Regions from separate parts of the Gossypium hirsutum genome. Here region 1 is linked to region 2. The links are chromatin contacts, called in public Hi-C maps. All regions are on one chromosome and are shown on one strand. The core of a region is the stretch at or near the end of the contact, and the rest is flanking DNA. Distances in the headings are between cores, read along the strand shown. Region 1 holds the start of LOC107933726 (GTP-binding protein YPTM2). Region 2 holds the start of LOC107940977 (vesicle-associated protein 2-1).

Region 1 (3,838 bases), core at 740-3,239, 160 kb after region 2:
AACCACTATGTTACTTGGACTCAGGTGTGAGTGTCGAATACGGTCTGCAACCGGGACCAGTATAGTTAAGACTTTTCTAAGATTTTCTATGTTACTCAGACTCAAGTGTGAGTGTCAGATATGATCTGTAACAGAGAACGGTTTATATAGACTTTTCTAAGATTTTCTTCACATTTGAAGGATCTTTAAAGCTCATATCCCCATAACCATATGTTGGACATGAGTGTCGGACACGAGCAAAACAGTCTAAGCTTAATCTACCTAATATCTGCGACTGAAAATCAGTAAATCTTATCAGAATTCATGCATCTAAATTTAAAAAAAAAGCTAACCAGTTCTTATGCCTTGGCAGATCAATAGAACATACAGATATGGCTAATAATCAAATCACACCAATTCCATACTCTTAACATCTCAACCAAATAAACGCAAGTTGTTTATTTCACTAACTTAGAACCAATTTTTCAAAAACCTAGATCGTAGACAATCATAAATAGCACATTGAACTAACTTCTCACAATCAATCGAAGAAAAAGCAGATAATATATGAAAAAGAAGGGATGGTGTTTGAAACCTATGCTGGAGAATACCCAAAGGATGAAACCGCAAAAAACGAGAACGAAAGGGATGATGTGGACGGCGTTCTCAGCAGATCTAAGGTGGGACCTTTCTTTCTCGGCGGCGCGTGAAAGTGGGTTATATACCGGAAGTAGTTGTTTGTCCAAGAGAACCGTCTCTGAACCATGTTGATTCGAACTCAGTGATTGGGAATCAGGTGAGTCCAAGAAGAACTCGCTCGAGACTCGGTTACTGCATGAGGATCGAAGCATCTTTTGGATTCTTTTCTTTTTCAGACAAACAGAGAGTTGGGAGATTCGAAAAAGATATGAACAAAAATAATTTATATCTTAATTTCGGAGAAAAATATGGGTTAAATTCAGTGTAAATCCTTAAACTATGACTCAGATTATAAATTGATCCAAAATTTCAAAACATTCTAATTGAACCCTTGAATTTCTAGTACAGTATCAATTAGATCGTTTCTTCAGTCTAGCCATTAGTTTGGGTGTTAAATGCTGGCTCAAATATGAACTTGAGCACATTTAAAATAATTAAACCAAATTATAAACACATGTATCTATAATATAAACAATTTGTATCTAACATATTAGATCTAAGATACATGTATGTGTATTTATAATTTGCTCCAAATATTTGAAATATATTCCACGTTAGATCCAAACTAACATTTAATGCCAAAATTGATGGTTAGATTGACAAAAGGACATAATTGGTACAATATTGATATTTTAAAGATTTAGTTAGAGCATTTTAAGTTTATAAACCAATTTAAAATCTATGCAATAGTTTGAGGATGTTTGATAAAATTAACCCATTAATATAACATAAGTATAATACACGTGGTAACCTTTTGTTGGTCTCGTTGCTACATCACACTCTCTCTAATTTCCTTAAAAAATATTAAATAAACAATTATAAAATTATAAATCGATTCAATCATCGAATTTTAATTTTGAGTAGTTCACTTAAATATGGTTCAATTCATTTGTTTGGACCAATAAATCGATCAATTTTTCATCCAATCAATCCAACCGAGAGGTGCGGTATAATTCCAATAACAATTCCTCAAACAATATTTCAAAAATTGGATTGGAAGATGAACTAATTATACTACTAATTCTAAGTTTAACAGCGAATAAAACAATAATGAAATAAACAATAAAAAATTTCATACAAATTAACAAAATAGTTAAAATTTTAAAAAATTTATAACTTGAATCACTGATTTTTTTTCCTAATTTTTTTATTTTTTATCAGTTTCGAGCAATTCACTCCAAACATTATTCATTATTTTACCCGAATCAATATACTAGTGGATTCTCAATCTGATTAATCCGATTCCAACAACATTCTCAAATTAATAAATCATTAATTAAAATTTAAAATTTAAAAAAAATCTGATTTTATTTCTTTATTTATAAACAACAAATATTCCCCCATTGATCTTTCTTTCTTCTTTTTTTTTGGTTTCAATTTTCTCTTGCTCCGGCGACGATCGGAAATTCTAACTCGTGACTCAGTATATTCTAACTCGTCGCCAACATGACTCCCAAATAGTAAGCTCCGATTTTTATTTTATTTTTTTCAAATCTTAGAAAGAAATCGTTAATTATCTTGGATTTACGTTAAATCAGTCATTTTTAACTATTTTTTCTGTAGAATTTACCTTTTTTCAAAATTTTTGCCTAAGAAAATTTGATTGTCGATTGGCTATGTGAATCAGATACGATTGCATTTTTGTTTCCGATCTGTTTATGTAAAATTTTATTTTTAGCACTAAATTTAGCTTAGAAATAATAATGTTTGTGAATTCTCAAGCGAGGTAGTAATTTTAACATATTTCCAAGAAATCTAGGCTTCAAGGACGGAAATCGTTGCTGCCAAAAAAAATTATAATTCAATGTTAATACAGTCCGGTACAAGAAATGAAAACTTGTACCGATTAAGTCTTAGTTCAATTAGTATGGGCATTATTGTTAATGTAAAAGAAAGTAGGTTCGAGTGTGCTAAAATGTATTATCCTCTTATTTATGGGTTGGGAAGGGCTATGGGTAGTTCTAGATATTTTATGTAAAAAAAAACAGATATGCTCAAAATCTATAATGAAATTGTTAGGGTAATTCTATAGAACTTAATTCGCTAGTTCTATAAAATGAAGAACGATCCAATTCAATTTAGTAAAAACAAAATGTGATTTATTAGAAGTGAAATATTTTTTGGAACTTATATATAGTTTCTATGTTTAATTCTAAATAAATAAATTGTGAACTTCGTCAATTCGTTGTTCTACAAATAAACTCCAGTAAAAAAATTTCTCTAGTTCTTCTCAAGTTTAAAATTGAGTAATTGGTCATTTTCAATAAAAAAATTAAAGCAATTTAATTCTATCAATTTCAAAAGTGAGCAACTAATAACCATTAATCCTGGCGTTAATGTCTTCTATTAATTTACATAGTTTTGATTGACATAATAACAAATTTAGCCTTTAGTGTTTATATATTTTGTCATTTGGTCTTAATTCTAAAAAGTTTAACAAATTCAGCCTCAACATTTACACAAATGTTGCAATGTTGAGGGATAAAATTGTTAAATCAGAACCAAATTGATAGAATATGTAAATTTTGAGAGTTGAATTTGTTATTACATCAATCACAATTAAGTACAATTGATGTTGATAGGAATTAAATTGCTTTAATTTTTTTGAAAGGACCCTCAATATCGAAATTAAGAGAGATTGGAGAGATTTTTTTAGCGATATATTAAAATTTTGATTTTTTTCCTTCTATTACTATCTTGAATATTGTTTGTTTGTTTGTTTAAATGGCAGTGATTATCTATTTAAGCTTTTGCTTATCGGAGATTCTGGTGTTGGGAAATCATGTTTACTTTTGAGGTTTTCTGTAAGTGTCTTTTTTTTTAATCTTAGCTTAGTGATTTAGTACAGGTTTGATTTTTTTTTGATTCCTTTTTGGGGAAGAGCGTAGCTTAGGAGGTTGTCGCTTCTAAAATAAAAAATTTTCTATTTAGGTCATTTTAAAATTTTAAATTAGTAAAGATAAAATTGCACTTTGACCTCCTTAAAAATGATAAAATTTAATTTAATCCTTTAAAAATTATAAATATATAAACTATTAAATGATGAAATTATATTTTTACTATCATCAAAATAACTTCGACCCCTAAAAATATTTTCTGACTTTACACCTGAGCAGGATGATTCATATCTGGAAAGTTACATCAGTACCATCGGTGTTGA
Region 2 (3,965 bases), core at 507-3,006:
GTTCGGTCGAACAAAGTACTTCTTAGGCGAAGTCGTTTTAACCTAACATTGATAACAAGTTGGGAACTCATTAAAATAAAAGAGAGAGAATAAACATACACATGCAACAACGACGGAATCGGGTATGTACCTTAAACGCCACGTGATGTTCTGTGTTGTTGGTAACTTGAAGATCACAAAAATTCTGTTTGTCGAGCTCAACTGAAAACATGAATCACATGAACAAAAGTCACGACATGTTAACCTTACATTTGCCTGTTTAGGCAGTCGAGGCATTTTTACTCTATGAATCCATTAAGGCTCTTGATCGGGATTCGGGAACAATACTGGACCTTTTTGAGGGTCCAGCTCTCAACAGTTTACTTATTATTCAAGTTAGCATACATAAAACATTACCAATGATTGCCAATAACAGATCAAGGGACCCTAATGAAGTAAATAATCCAAATCATAAGCAAAAGCAATAAACAAAGTCAAATTCAACCTTTGAAACCATTTTTTCTCATAAAACCATCATGGACCCGTACTAAGAATCAAATTACATTTTACCTATTCTACTTAACAAATGGGCAATTAGATCCTATATGTTAAATTAGGGAGTAATTTGGTTCTTTCTGTTAAAATTTCATCCATTTGTATTGTTAAAAACTGATGTGGCTAACAAAATAACTAGATAGTGACACTTGGTGTGACACTAACTTTTAAGAGTAAAATTGATGAATTTTTTAACAGAACGACGAGTTTATTTTTTGATTTAATATTCATAGATTAATTTGCCCATTGTTTAAGAAGCAAAATGCAATTCAACTCCTAGTAAAATAGCCTTATGGTACTTTTACCTTTTTCCCTCCCGGAGTTCATCACATAATCATAGCATTTAATCAATGAACCATACATACATACATACATATATACATACATACATCTCCATTGTTTCCTTCCCAATCAAAACCTGAAATTCAACACAAACCAATCTTTTGCACCCATATTTTTTTTCCTTCCCCTAATTCATCACATAACCATAGCATTGAATCATGAACTTTCACATACATACATACATACATACATACATACATACATGCATACATACATTTCCATTGCTTCCTCCAATCAGAACCTGAAATTCAACACCACAACCAATCCTTTACACCTATATTTTTTTCCCTTCCCCTAGTTCATCATATAACAATAGAACTGAATCATGGAACTTTGAACTTTCCCATGCATGTTTACATAGACACATAGATACATACATCATGTACGCATGTATGCAAGTTTAAACATAGATAAAGTGGGACTTACTAATGAACTTGAGATCATTGGGTTGAATAGAGATCAACTGATTAACATCACCACCAGCAGTCATGACTGGATCCCACCACCAACACTAGATCTTTTACCCTTTTAGGAAAATTTTCAATCAAAACAACCCACAAACAAAAACCCAAAACAAAAAAAATTCAACAAACAGAACCCTGAAAACCCTTTAAAAAACCAACTCTTCAACACAGTTTCTACTTTTAAAAAAAAAATTTGAGAGAGAAATAATTTGCCAATTTGGTTAATATCAATCACCCAAAGTAGGACGAATGAGGAACCACCAAGTGGAGGAAACGGAAACTGGGTCGGCCTGAATCGCCGCCAAAGTCGGAGGTTTCTCCGAACAAGAGTTAATGAAGAGAATAAAAATGAAAATGGTGGAAGGTAGTTTGGAGAGACTGTGCACCGTCTGTTGTTGCCCGGGGGATGATATGAGTAAATAAAATGTCGACACGTGTTTATTTAATGTGGTGTGGAGCCTGGTTCTTGTGTAACAGCCTGTGAGTGGGACCCATTGACGTGGCACTAATTAAAAAGAAACCTCTTACCTTCCACTTTAATGTAGAAAAAAGAAAACACTATTGGAAGGCATAGGAAAATCCAACGGGGGCAGCCGTGGGCTCTGCCATCCTTATTATTCAAAAGGTTAATTTTCATTTTAGTCCTTCAAAAAAATTATAATTAACTTTTTCCCAATATTCTTTTTATTTTATTCCACCCTTTCTAATCCAAAATTCTAGATTCACCCCTATTGGAATGGATTTTTTTCTAAAATATCCATGTCAATATTTAACTAAAATAATAGATGGTGTTAATTATTTGGACTAACAAGGATGAAAATCATAAATTGACATTTATCATTTTTTAAAATTAAAAATAAAACAATTTTTTTAAACATAATTGTTCATTAATATATTGTTTTAATATAAACAAATCATTAGCTCATTACAATCGATGAAAACTATGATAGATTGGTAATATCAACATGAATTCATGAAATAGCAAAAGTACAAATGACTTTTTTTTTAAATAAAATAAAGTAAAATAAAACTTATTTTGTATTAAAAAAATTAATTATCCCTCAATTATGACTCCATGAGGCATGATAAAAATGGGGACATGGCGTAACATCATTATAACACTCCTACCACCCACCTAATAATTTAGATAAAAAATTAAACTAATTCTTCTATCATTTTCACTGTTAAAAACTGGTCCCTATACGTTAGCACGAGGTACACGTGGTACCCCATGTATAATTGTTTGATTATTCTACTAGTTATGCTTGTTTTAAACAATAGAAATGGATGTAATTCTTAATAGAAAGGACTAGTTTATTCTTTCATCTAGTTAGATTACTCATTTTTTAAATGAAGGAAGTAAAATATAATCTAATTCTTAATAAAGGGTGTCCATAATAATTTTACCAAACATATTAGAAGGCTAAAGCTTGGGATTTTAATATAATAATAACAATAATAATTGAATATTAGCTTTTAAGAATTCAATTGCCACCATTGGTTGCTTGTGCTAACAATCATATGGGGGCTTAAAGCAGCATTTTTCCACTTTCTTGTTGAAGAAATCTTTAGGGGATCTTTTTAAGCTTTAACAATTGAAAGATCCCCCATCTTAGCTTAAGAAAAAAAAAACCTTTTAAAGTTTTTTTAATTAATCACTATCTTATATCCGATAATTACAATAAAATTCGATTAAATTTGAAGTTAAATCAAATTGAATTTTTAAACGAAAACAAAATTTTTTTAATACTGTATTTTCTATTCATAGAATTCGAATTTAAAAATTATGTTTTTGAACTTTCACATAAAATGGACATAAACTTTTAAGGGACAGAAACATGTCTTTAAGAAGACCTTGTTTCTTTGTACTTGGTTCAAGTTCCTCAGATGGATTATTTTTTAACTTTGGCCAGCCTAAGGTACTTAAAGAACAAGAAATGGGAAAGCTTCAAAGGAAAGGTCATATTATGGCTACCTCCTTATATTTAATTTTGTTTTGTTGGAGGTGTTATGGTAATAGTTACAATTGTACCTGTAATTGTTCGGGATCTATAACTTATTATATTTAGTGTTGATCAAAAAGATATGATTTAGTTGATTAAGTGAACGTGTGTTGACTCATTTATAAAAATCGGTCTATTAAAATAACAAATAATTGAAGATTGGATCGATTTAAATCATGTAAATTGGATCCTCGTTTTGTGGAGATAGGTAAGGCTTTCAAAACCAATCAATGGTCTAACTGTTTTTGTCCAATTTAATTGATTAAATTATTTTTTAAATAATAATTGATTAAATTATTAAAAGTAAAAAAAAAACTTTATTTAACTGGTCCAACCGTGGATTCAACCAATTTGATCCAACTTTATTTTGGATCGATACCCTAATTGATTCTTGCTCCAACCAATCTGCCCTGTCCATCTGATCTGATTCTGAAATCAATAGACGTAGGAACTGCATAAAATTTTTATTTTAACCCACATGAAGTTTTGCCATGGGATCAATAGCAATATTTGAAGGCTAAAAAATTGAATTGTCAAAGTAGCAGATTGAAATGAATTAAGCAAAGCATTGAATATTTGAATTTAGTTGTTTTTTCCCCAAATCAAAACAACAAATTTTACA

What was found. A called contact is a pair of places that touch in the nucleus more often than the background predicts.
Region 1: a contact with region 2 is called in a Hi-C map of leaf, with 2.4 times the contacts expected there. The contact joins the promoter of LOC107933726 here to the promoter of LOC107940977 in region 2. A contact is called at or near these places in 4 of 34 Hi-C or Micro-C datasets (callus, leaf and petal).

What each region holds. Positions count from the first base shown.
Region 1 is chrA03:1,440,249-1,444,086 of Gossypium_hirsutum_v2.1, forward strand. It overlaps LOC107933726 (GTP-binding protein YPTM2), which reads left to right and starts at 1,990. Exons shown (of 8, transcript XM_016866004.2): 1 at 1,990-2,138; 2 at 3,410-3,482; 3 at 3,795-3,838. The coding sequence starts at 2,125.
Region 2 is chrA03:1,285,076-1,289,040 of Gossypium_hirsutum_v2.1, forward strand. LOC107940977 (vesicle-associated protein 2-1) reads right to left here and starts at 1,757. Exons shown (of 7, transcript XM_016874455.2): 1 at 1,303-1,757; 2 at 131-201; 3 at 1-42. The coding sequence starts at 1,366. It overlaps LOC107940974 (50S ribosomal protein L19-1, chloroplastic), which reads right to left. Exons shown (of 5, transcript XM_016874451.2): 5 at 3,890-3,965.